2 separate regions of the Mus musculus genome follow, and region 1 is linked to region 2. Evidence: chromatin contacts called from public promoter capture Hi-C data. All regions are on one chromosome and are shown on one strand. Each heading gives the region's core, a stretch centred on a gene start, on an enhancer-like site or on the middle of the called end of the contact. The rest is flanking DNA. Distances are from core to core; before and after follow the strand shown.

Evidence for each region. Promoter capture Hi-C pulls out the DNA fragments that hold promoters and counts their contacts.
Region 1: a promoter capture Hi-C map of embryonic stem cells shows a contact between it and region 2, with 4 times the contacts expected there. The contact joins the promoter of Ephx2 here to the promoter of Adam2 in region 2. A contact is called at or near these places in 9 of 39 promoter capture datasets (the 3T3-L1 cell line, 3T3-L1-derived adipocytes, the SN4741 cell line and 5 more), 9 of 484 Hi-C or Micro-C datasets (the AML12 cell line, the BV-2 cell line, the F1.1 cell line and 4 more), 6 of 115 datasets of contacts at active chromatin or transcription factors (embryonic stem cells, intestinal villus epithelium and liver) and 4 of 9 other capture datasets (adipose tissue, liver, macrophages and 1 more).

What each region holds. Positions count from the first base shown.
Region 1 is chr14:66,120,525-66,125,852 of GRCm38.p6, forward strand. Ephx2 (epoxide hydrolase 2, cytoplasmic) reads right to left here and starts at 3,998. Exons shown (of 19, transcript NM_007940.4): 1 at 3,811-3,998. The coding sequence starts at 3,911.
Region 2 is chr14:66,075,238-66,080,010 of GRCm38.p6, forward strand. It overlaps Adam2 (a disintegrin and metallopeptidase domain 2), which reads right to left and starts at 2,532. Exons shown (of 21, transcript NM_009618.3): 1 at 2,413-2,532; 2 at 1,974-2,050. The coding sequence starts at 2,485.

The DNA of each region.
Region 1 (5,328 bases), core at 2,748-5,247, 47 kb after region 2:
CTTGTACCCACAATTTTACTTTGTGTCATTCTTTTCGCTGCTCCCAAACACCCCTTCCTCAGGACCCCTCTCCAAGCTGAGGCTGGTCCTTGGCACACATGCACACACATGTCACAATGCACATGAATAGGTCAAAGGGCAACTTGAGGGAGTCAGTTCTCTTCCTCTACCACAAGGGTCATGGAGATGGAATTCAGGTTGTTGGCTTGAAGAACAAGCACCTCTGTCAACTTAGCCATCTCACCAGCCCCTGAGCACTGTAGTTTAAGAATGCTTCATCAAGTCAGCGAGTAATGAAAGGAACTTGACAGAAAGGGAAACTGGTGAATTAAGAGATACAGGGGGGCTGGAAAGCACTGTGTGCTGTTCCAGAGGGCCCAGGTTACACTCCCAGCACCTACATGATGGCTCAGAACCATCTGGGACTCTGGTTCCAGAGGATACAACACCCTCTTCTGCCTCTATGGACACTAGGCATGCGCATGGTACAGAGATACACATACAGACAGAACACCCACACACATACAATAAGAGCAAAACACAAATAATGAGAGACACAAGGAAATTTCCAGGGACCTTGAACTTTGGTCACTTGTTTGGGCAGGGTTATGTCTGCAGGCAGGATGGAAATGCCCAGTGCGTGGAAGAGGCATTTTCTTCACTCTCTGAAACCTACACAGTTAGGTTATACCTCTGATGGGTAAACAAGCTCAGAGCCCGGTACTCTGACCTCCCAAGCTCAGTTCATTTTGCTGTGGCCTACTCTATATTACACACCTGTGAACAACCCTGGTCACAGAGGAGCTGTGTGAAGTATCATCTAGTGGTATGCTAAATGCATCACTCTCTAGTCATGGAGAATTTGGTAAATAATAGCATGTGTCAAGAACACCGCTGCCCATTTGCTTTCATATCAGCTAATTTAACTGCTACCCCAAATTCCTAGTGAAAGGCAACGCCTTATTAACGTGGAGAGATGACTAAAAAAGGCAGGTTAAGCAAGCACACCCGTGCACTTACACACATTAAAACATTCATCCATGCATATCCACATAAAATTGGGCATGTGAAGGGGCTACCTCTTGTATCCAGACAGGAACCCCAGTGGAGCGACATAGACACCAACCCACCCACAAAACTTTCAACTCCAAAATTATCCTGTCTACAAGAAATGCAGGCACAGAGACTGAGGGAATGGCCAACCAATAACCAGCCCAACTTGAGACCTATCTCATGGGCAAGCACCAATCCCTAACACTGTTAATGATACTCTGTTAGGCTTGCAGACAGGAGCATGTTTTTCCTCTGAGAGGCTCCACCCAGCAGCTGACTCAGCTACAGACACAGACATGCAAAGCCAAACTGGATGGAGCTAGGGGACTCTTCTGGCAGAACAGGAGGAAGGATTGTGGACCCCAAAGGGGATAGGAACTCCACAGGAAGACCAACAGAGTCACTAACCTGGGCCAGTGGTTCTCTCAGAATCTGAACCAACAACCAAAGAACACACACGGGCTGGATCTAGGCCTCATATATAGCAAATGTGTAGCTTAGCCTTCATCCGGGCTGCAAACAACTGGAATGGTGGCTATCCCAAAAGCTGTTGCCTGTACATGAGTTATGTTCTACTAGCTGGCTGCCTTGTCTGGCCTCAGTGGGGGAGGATGCGCCTAGCATCACAGTGACTTGAAATGCCAGGGTGTAATACCTGGGGAGTAGGGGGCGGGACCTGCCCAGAGAAGAAGGGGAGGGGGAAGAGGGGAAGGATTGTGGGAAGGGATGGGCAGGAGGGGGGCAGTGAGCAGGATGTAAAGTGAATAATTTAAAAAAGTTAAATTAAAAAAAGATTAAAAATCAAAAGCAAAACAAAAAATGAGCATAGTCTCACATGTGCACGCATGCATGCATGCACACGCACACATGAATGCACACGCATACATGCATGCACACGCACACTTGCATGCACACTTCTTGGAAACTAGCTCATCATTTCTCCCTCAGTTTCCCCACCCAAATGCAGGGCTCCTTTTGGGCAAGCACAAGGTAGGTGGCTTTTCACTTTCAAATGTAGTTCTCTGTCAAATTCCAATTAGCCTCGGCAGTGTGACCCATTGAGATAGACATTGTAGCCACTTGTTTATTTGTGCTTCTTAGTTATTGATGTGTTTATTCACCCTGAGACAGAAACTTTTCCAGAACAGCAGCTGAGGAAGATACAAAGTCACAACGAGCCAGAGAGGGAGGAAGCTACACTGAGCATAGGAACACGGTATTCAGCCAGGGAGGCTACCTACTGTGTGATCAAGCAAGGCTGAGGCCACCTACAGTGTGATCAAACAAGCCGCTCTCTGCATCCTTTGGGTTGACTTGCAAGATTTCTATAGTATAAAGGTTAATCCCGGTTGGCCTTTGTTATCATAAGAATTCAAGAACCATCAAATGAGGCAGATCTCCCAGACTCAAGCTGCCCTTAGGCCTCTTCCCCTCAGTGGTAATTTGAAATTACCCATTTGTTCTTTTCCTTGGGTGATACTAGAGTGATCTTTCATTTTTTTTTTAATTTTTTTAAAAATAAATATGTTTTCCTCCTTTCTGATTATAAAACATCTTTTTTAAACTGAAAGTTTGGAAAATAAAAAGAGAAAAAAGTAGAAAAAAATTATACATGAACTCAGATACAATGAATGATGTCTGGATCTTTAAAAAATTATTGTTATTACTTCTTAAATTACATGTAGCTGGGTGGTGGGGGTGCCTTTAGTCTCAGCACTTAGAAGGCAAAGACAAGCGGCTCTTTTGAGTTCGAGGCTAGACTGCTCTATAAAGCTAGTCCCAGGACAGCTAGGGCTACACAGAGAAACCCTGTCTTAAACAATGGCCTTAAATTATGTGTTTGTGTGTGCATCTGTGCATACAGGTATCATAAGACGTCAGAAGGGGGAGTCAGATCCGCCGGAGCCGCCTGACTTGGTTGCTGGGCCTCAAAAGTTCAGCAAGAACACCTTTCTTTCTTTCTTTCTTTCTTTCTTTCTTTCTTTCTTTCTTTCTTTCTTTCTTTCTCTTTCTTTCTTTCTTGTTTGTTTTTGTGTTTTGCTTTTTTTTTTTTTTTCGAGACAGGGTTTCTCTGTGTAGCCCTGGCTGTCCTGGAACTCACTCTGTAGACCAAGCTGGCCTCAAACTTAGAAATTCGCCTGCCTCTGCCTCCCAAGTGCTGGGATTAAAGGCGTGTGCCACTATTGCCCTGCTCTTCCAAAGGTCCTGAGTTCAAATCCCAGAAACCACATGGTGGCTCGAAAGAGCACTTTCTTAACTTTAGTCGTCTCTCCAGTCCCATGTCTGGATATTTTGATATATTTATTCCAGACATTTTCTACTGTTTCCTGCTTCCTCCCTCCTCGGTCTGAATCAGAGCTACTACTTTCTGATATTAGTGACTGCCTCCCAGGTTCCCGTTTCCCTGGGCTGTGGGACATTTCTGTAACCTGCTCTTGCACTAGTTCTCCTATAACGCTGGCCTAGGACTGAACTTTCTTGTAAATCGCGGCGGGTATTTTAAAGACCCAGTTCAGTAGCATTAATCCGGCAGCAAATGGTAATAACGCCTCTTTTCATGAAGGAGTTTTTTTTTAAAGCAAGTTTTAATTACTTAGCATTTAGAAGGGCAATAGATCTACTCGTGCACGCTGGCATTTTAACACCAGGTAATGATTTTGATCTTGCCCAGGCTCACCTGGAAAGCAATTTGAAACCTGGGCTGGACGTATGGACAGGGCACCAGGCGGGACACTGACCCAGCGCGGCTCCCCTTACCTAGGCAGTGCCAGGGCCTCTTCGCTGCGGCGGAAAGCCCCGGCGATAGAGGGGAGGGCCAGCACTCCGTCAAGGTCGAACGCGGCTACACGCAGCGCCATGGCGGCCCGGGCTGCAGCGTCAAGCTGACACAGACACGAAGCTGGAAGGCTGTGGCCTAGAGTGGGGAGGCTGGCTGTGGGAACCTAAGATTAGGGTCGTGCCAATCTCAGCACCGCCCCTCGCCCCGCCCCGCCCCGCCCCGCCCCGCCCAGTACTGACACTGCCCTGCCTACTGATCAGCTGCCTAGCCCGGAGCTTCTTGCTGGATGTCCCACCCAAGTGTCAATCCTGGTCTTGGCCACTTTTTCCTCCTTAGCCTAAGGACTAGAAACCCTGCCAAGGCTCCCCAATTCTCAGACTTTGACCGTTTGGAAACAGGCTTGGTATGGGGAGAGAGGGGTCTTGAGGAGGCAGGTTGGAGGAGACGGAATATTCTAAACATTTTCTCCTTCAGTATTTGGTCTTGATTGGCATATCCCATGTATGTTGGGATCTGTGGACCCTCTTCTCTAAATGTGGTCCACATCTTTGCAACCCCCTCACATCTGCCTGCTTCTTCTAGCAGTGTTTCTGGAATGCAAGACAGCCTCCTGTCTTGGTGTGCTAACCCAGAATACTTTTTCTCTTGAGGATTAAAAGAAATTAATCGAGTCTGTTTCCTTTTTCTACACTGTATTGTTTAAAAGTGAGCTGGGCTTCTTGGAGGTTTCTGGAACCTTCCTGCCCCTTGGCCCAGTGCTCTCCCTAGTTAAGAGAAAAAAGAGAAACCTCCTCTACTAATGAGTTAATTAACAAATCCACCGTTTAGTCCAAGGCTGTTGTGAAAGACTGCCTCCCTTACTGAAACCGGGAATTGGCTTCTTCCTTTGCTCTGGTTGCTGCGTGTTAGGTGGTGGGAAATGGCCCTACTGTGGGTTAATTTTTGTGAGTCTTTCAGACACTTCCTCTTCTTGCCTCAAGTCTTGTCTGGGGCAGTTTGTGTTTTCTGAGATTCACACCTAAGAAATGGAAAGTGGCTGAAAATGTGGGGGTGTTGCCCTGAGAACAGAAAGGGTCTTTTGAGAGTGCCTGTAGTGGATGGAGTGTTTAAGAAATAAACGAGATAGCTGGGCATGGTGGTGCACTTGGGAGGCAGAGGCAGGCAGATTTCTGAGTTCGAGGCCACAAAGTGAGTTCCAGGACAGCCAGGGCCATATAGAGAAACCCTGTCTTGAAAAACTGAAGAAAAAAAAAAGAAAGAAAGAAAGAAAGAAAGAGAGAGAGAGAGAGAGGGAGGGAGGGAGGGAGGGAGGGAGGGAGGGAGGGAGGGAGGGAGGGAGGAAGGAAGGAAGGAAGGAAGGAAGGAAGGAAGGAAGGAAGGAAGGAGATGGTCCTGGGCCTGAAGACAGAACGAGAGAGAACGTGAGCTGGGTATGGTCCCGTCTGCCTGTAATTCCAGCATTCCAGATGCAGAGGTAGAAGGCTCAAGCACTCAGT
Region 2 (4,773 bases), core at 1,282-3,781:
GCCCAGCTGGCCAGGATGCTAAACCTCATGAATACCATCCATAGTCACACTGGTTATGAATATTTATTTATTTATTTATTTATTTATTTATTTTTGTTTTTTCGAGACAGGGTTTCTCTGTATAGCCCTGGCTGTCCTGGAACTCACTCTGTAGACCAGGCTGGCCTCGAACTCAGAAATCCACCTGCCTCTGCCTCCCAAGTGCTAGGATCTATAAAGGGATCTGATGTCCTCTTCTGGCATGTAGGTGTACATGTAGCAGAACAAAACCCATGCATAAGATAATTGAAATAAAACAAAAATAAAAACAAATATTAAAAAAAATTTTAAAAATTAAAAAAAATTCTGTATATCTGCATACATATGTATGCAATTCCATGGGAGGCCAGAAATGAGCACCAGGCTCTCTGGAGCTAGACTTGGGGATGGTGGAATTCCCTAACGGGAGTTGCTAGCCACCAAACTCCAGAGCAGCACAGGTTCTTTTTTTTTTTTTTTTTAAATTACATATAAGTACACTGTAGCTGTCTTCAGGCGCACCAGAAGAGGGCATCAGATCTCATTACCGGTGGTTGTGAGCCACCATGTGGTTGCTGGGATTTGAACTTCGGACCTTAGGAGGAGCAGTTGGGTGCTCTTACCCACTGAGCCATCTCACCAGCCCAGCACAGGCTCTTAAACACAGCATTCTCTTCAGCACCTGGAGCACCTTATTTTCATAATGTCTCCACTATCAACTTGGGTTTTCTTGTTATTTATTTATTTATTTCTTTGTTTGCTTGTTTATTTATTTAGAAAAGTTCTCAGGCTATAGTCCTTGCTGGCCTGGTACTTACTAACGTAGGCCAGGCTGGCTTCACTCTTACAGTGACCTTCCTTACTGTGTTTAGTAATATAAATGTACCTTCTGTCCCTGAGCCAGTACAACAAACTCTTTGTTTTAAGGGAGCCAGCAGGTTCCTTACAGGGTAATAGACTTGCAGCCATTAACCAGAGAGACAATTTGAGTCCTGAATTTTACAGTTGAGACAGTTGCTTTTTTTTTTATTTTGTACTCTGCATATACTGGTGAGTCCTTGCAAGTAGAATCTTTGTTTTCCAATTAAAAAGAAAACAACCACTTTTTTTTTTTTTTTTTTTTTTTTGGTTTTCTCTGTGTAGCCCTGGCTGTTCTGGAACTCACTTTGTAGACCAGGCTGGCCTCAAACTCAGAAATCCACCTGCCTCTGCCTCCTGAGTGCTGGGATTAAAGGTACGCACCACCACGCCCAGCTCAAAACAATCACTTTTAAAATGGCCCCTTTAACTAAATGATTCAAGTTTCATAAACACACACAGACATTTCTTTTCAAAAAGATTTATAAAAATGTACAAGCTGCATCCTTCAGAGCTACAGAAGAAGAAATGCTCATGACGCAAGAGCAATCAATGACCGGACTATTTGTGACCCAGCCACAAAGATTTGCTACTTCAAGAAACACAAAGGATTCTAGCGCTTACATGAAACAAAAAAACAAAACAAAACAAAACAAACAAGCAAACAAACACCGCAACAAAACAAAAGCAAGCAAGCAAGCAAACAAACAAAACGCTAAGGAAAATAATCTTAAAGAGAAGCAAAGATGGTTTGAAAAGAATAATCTTAATGAGGAACATATTACAAAGTGGAAAACATAGTTCTATTAAATGGCAACCAATCACCTCTCCTCCAAACACACATGGCTAGGTGGTTGGGAAGAGATCCTTTGGTGGATCCGGTCAACTTGTGAGTGTTCAGAAGCACCAAAGGACGTGGGGCTGAGAAATCCCGCATTATCAGCAGTGATTTTTCTAAACCTTGTTAATGTTGGCAAAAACAGGGCGCACGTATAAAATCTATTGAGCGAGCATGGATGAGAAATACCAAGGCAACCTCTCGACAAGAAAAATACTTGTGTGACTTCTAATTCGTAAGCAAATTGGCAGTTAATTACCTGTGTTTCGTAGCCATTGCTTGTGACGGACCGGATTTTCTCTGGCACTGTGACTTGCACGTGTAATTTCTCACGAGCTGCAAGGTGCAAAAGGCATTTCTCAGAGCCACACCCCCCACGCCCTGAGGAACCTTCATCCTTATCCCATGAAGCATCATCAACCCGAAACAGGATCTAAAACTTTTGGAGAGTTGGAGGAGCCAAGCCTGGGATCACCCCATCCCCCCAATATCTCCTTCCTTAGGGTTCTGGGGCCTGTGGGAAAGCCCCATGCATTCGTTTTGCATTTCAGCTGTGGTGAGTTGGTGGCTTGAGCTTATGCAGGGGCGATCCTGGGATGTTCAAGTGAGATTCTGGGATGCCCAAGCCAACATGGAGGGAAGGGGGGGGGGGGGGTGCGGACTGAATCCCAAAGGCCCCAAGACGGGTGGTTACTCACTGCCTTCTGTTTGGGACTGGCTAAGGCCGCCAAGTTCACTCAGCCCACTCAGTAGAAGCAAGATGAGCCACATGGCCTGGCCTCCTGGACCCCGCCCCGGGGAATGGCAGTTGGCCCTCTACAGGGCAGTTGGGGGCGCGAGGTGGGGGCTGTGGGCAGCGCAGCTGTGTGCCGGGAAGCGTTTGTGCTGCTCGGTGAAAGCTTTGAAACTGTGAAAGGTTTGAAGGACTTGCTGGGGTTTGAAATCTGAGACCAAAGAAGGGAAAAGGGAGGACAGGCAGTTGAGGAAGCAAAACTCACTCCGGAGAATCAGAATTCATGAAAAAGCCGAGTAGCAGAAAGGTTCACATACACGTACATAAACTTTTAATTCTTTTTTGTTTGTTTTGTTTTGTTTTTGACTCTCTTAATAACAAAAACGTTTTAGTATCAAACAGTACTTTGCATATATTTGGATAGTGTCAATCATAGGTGTCTGACTAACATTTAAGGAGACAAACCAGTGTAACTACAACCCAGATCAGTCACCGGACCATCAAACCTCCTGCTTGATTCCCTGGCAATTCTCACGATCACAGACTAGTTTTGTCTGCCTTGAGCTTTTCCCAGAGAGGCTGAAACACTGTATTCCTTCACATCTAGATCCCTGGGTGGGTTCCATTCTCGACAGCAGATTCCCGTTGGTGCATACGGCACATTGAATACATCACCATGTGTTTGGTATTGTCTATGAACATCCGTGTGTATGATTTTGGTTCAATACTGAATTTATTCCCAGGGGGAAGTTACCAGATGGAAGAGTATGTCTTGTAAATAGTTCCGAATCCTTCAAGATTGTGCTCCTAATTTACATCCCACCAGAAGTGAATGAAGATTCTAGGTTCTCTGTCAGCACTGCTCTAGTTAGCTCGGTTAACTTGACATAGCCTAGAGTCACCTCAGAAGGGAGTCTAATCTGAGGGATTGCTGAGATAAGATTGGCTGTGGTGTATCTTTCTGGGGGTGGGGTGGGGTGGTGGTCTTGACTGGTCATTGATGTAGAAGGGTGCAGCCCACTGTAGGTGGCACCATTCCCTAGGCTGCTGGTCCTGAGTTGTATAGGAAAGTTGACTAGACACGGGCTTGGGAGTGAGCCAGTAGGCAGCCTTTCTCTATGGTTTCTGCTTTAAGTGCCTAATTGAGCTCCTGCCCTGACTTCCCCCAAGAGACTGTGACCTGAAAGTGTGCACCAAATAAATCCCCTCCTCCCCTAAGTTCCTTTTGGCCATGGTGTGTGTTACTGTGACAGAATGTAACTAGAACAATGTCTATCCTTACTTTCCCTATTTTGTTTGTTTTGAATTTGTTTATTCCTGGTGGGTAATACTTTTCTGTGTTTATGGGCAAATATATGTGTACATGTATACATACACATACATGTATACATACACATATATGTATATAATATATATATATATATATATATATATGCATGCATACATACATACATACAGACAGACAGACAGACATAAAAATAGCCTCATGGGCAGTTACCTCTTTGGCAGTTGCCTCCTTGAGATGCTGGCCCCTTCTCTAAATGGGCTGCTTCGCTTCTCTCTCACTATACATGGAAGCTGGAAACACATTGGCGATAGAATCCCTTTGTTGTCAGCAATGGCTGTGAAAGCCTGTGTTTCCTCTTTGCGTTCTGTAGTTTTCTGTTGATACCATTTGTCATAATCAGAAGTCTTCTTTCCTTTCAGCCTGATGGGAGTTTCCTATGGATTTTTATCATGGATTTTCAATGTACAGAAATCCCTTTTCTGCGTAAATAAGCTGGCCACAGGACGTTCTTCCTTTTCAGTCCATGCTGTGAGCTAAACTATTGAAGCAAACTTGTGTCCCCGTTAGATTTTGTCACTTTTACATTTTCCCGGATTGATTTGACCACATTCCTGTTAGAATCGTTGTCTCCAAATTCAGTGAGATCCTTGTAGCTTTCTTTTGCTGCACTAAACTCACCAGGATTTTGTATCAGATGCGTGCTTGCCCCGCCGAGGGTCCGGAGCAGCAGTCTCATTGTGCAATACTGTGGGGTCCCCTGCTCCCCAGCATTTGTGAACAGAAGGGTCAGGAGCTGGGATTTCCTTGACAGAGGATTGGTTTTATTGTCGATCTAATTTCTTTAAAAAAAAAAAATACCCAGCTAGTCTCTTTCCAGTTACGCTAGTGTGAGCCAGTTTATTTCTGAAAGGTTTTATCCATTTTCCCTTGAGTTTTGAAGTCTATTTGTAAAAAATATTAGCATCCCCCTCTCCCATGTCAACCTTTTAAAGGCCTTCCACATAGATGATCTTCTCAAAATAGTCTTGATAACGTGAT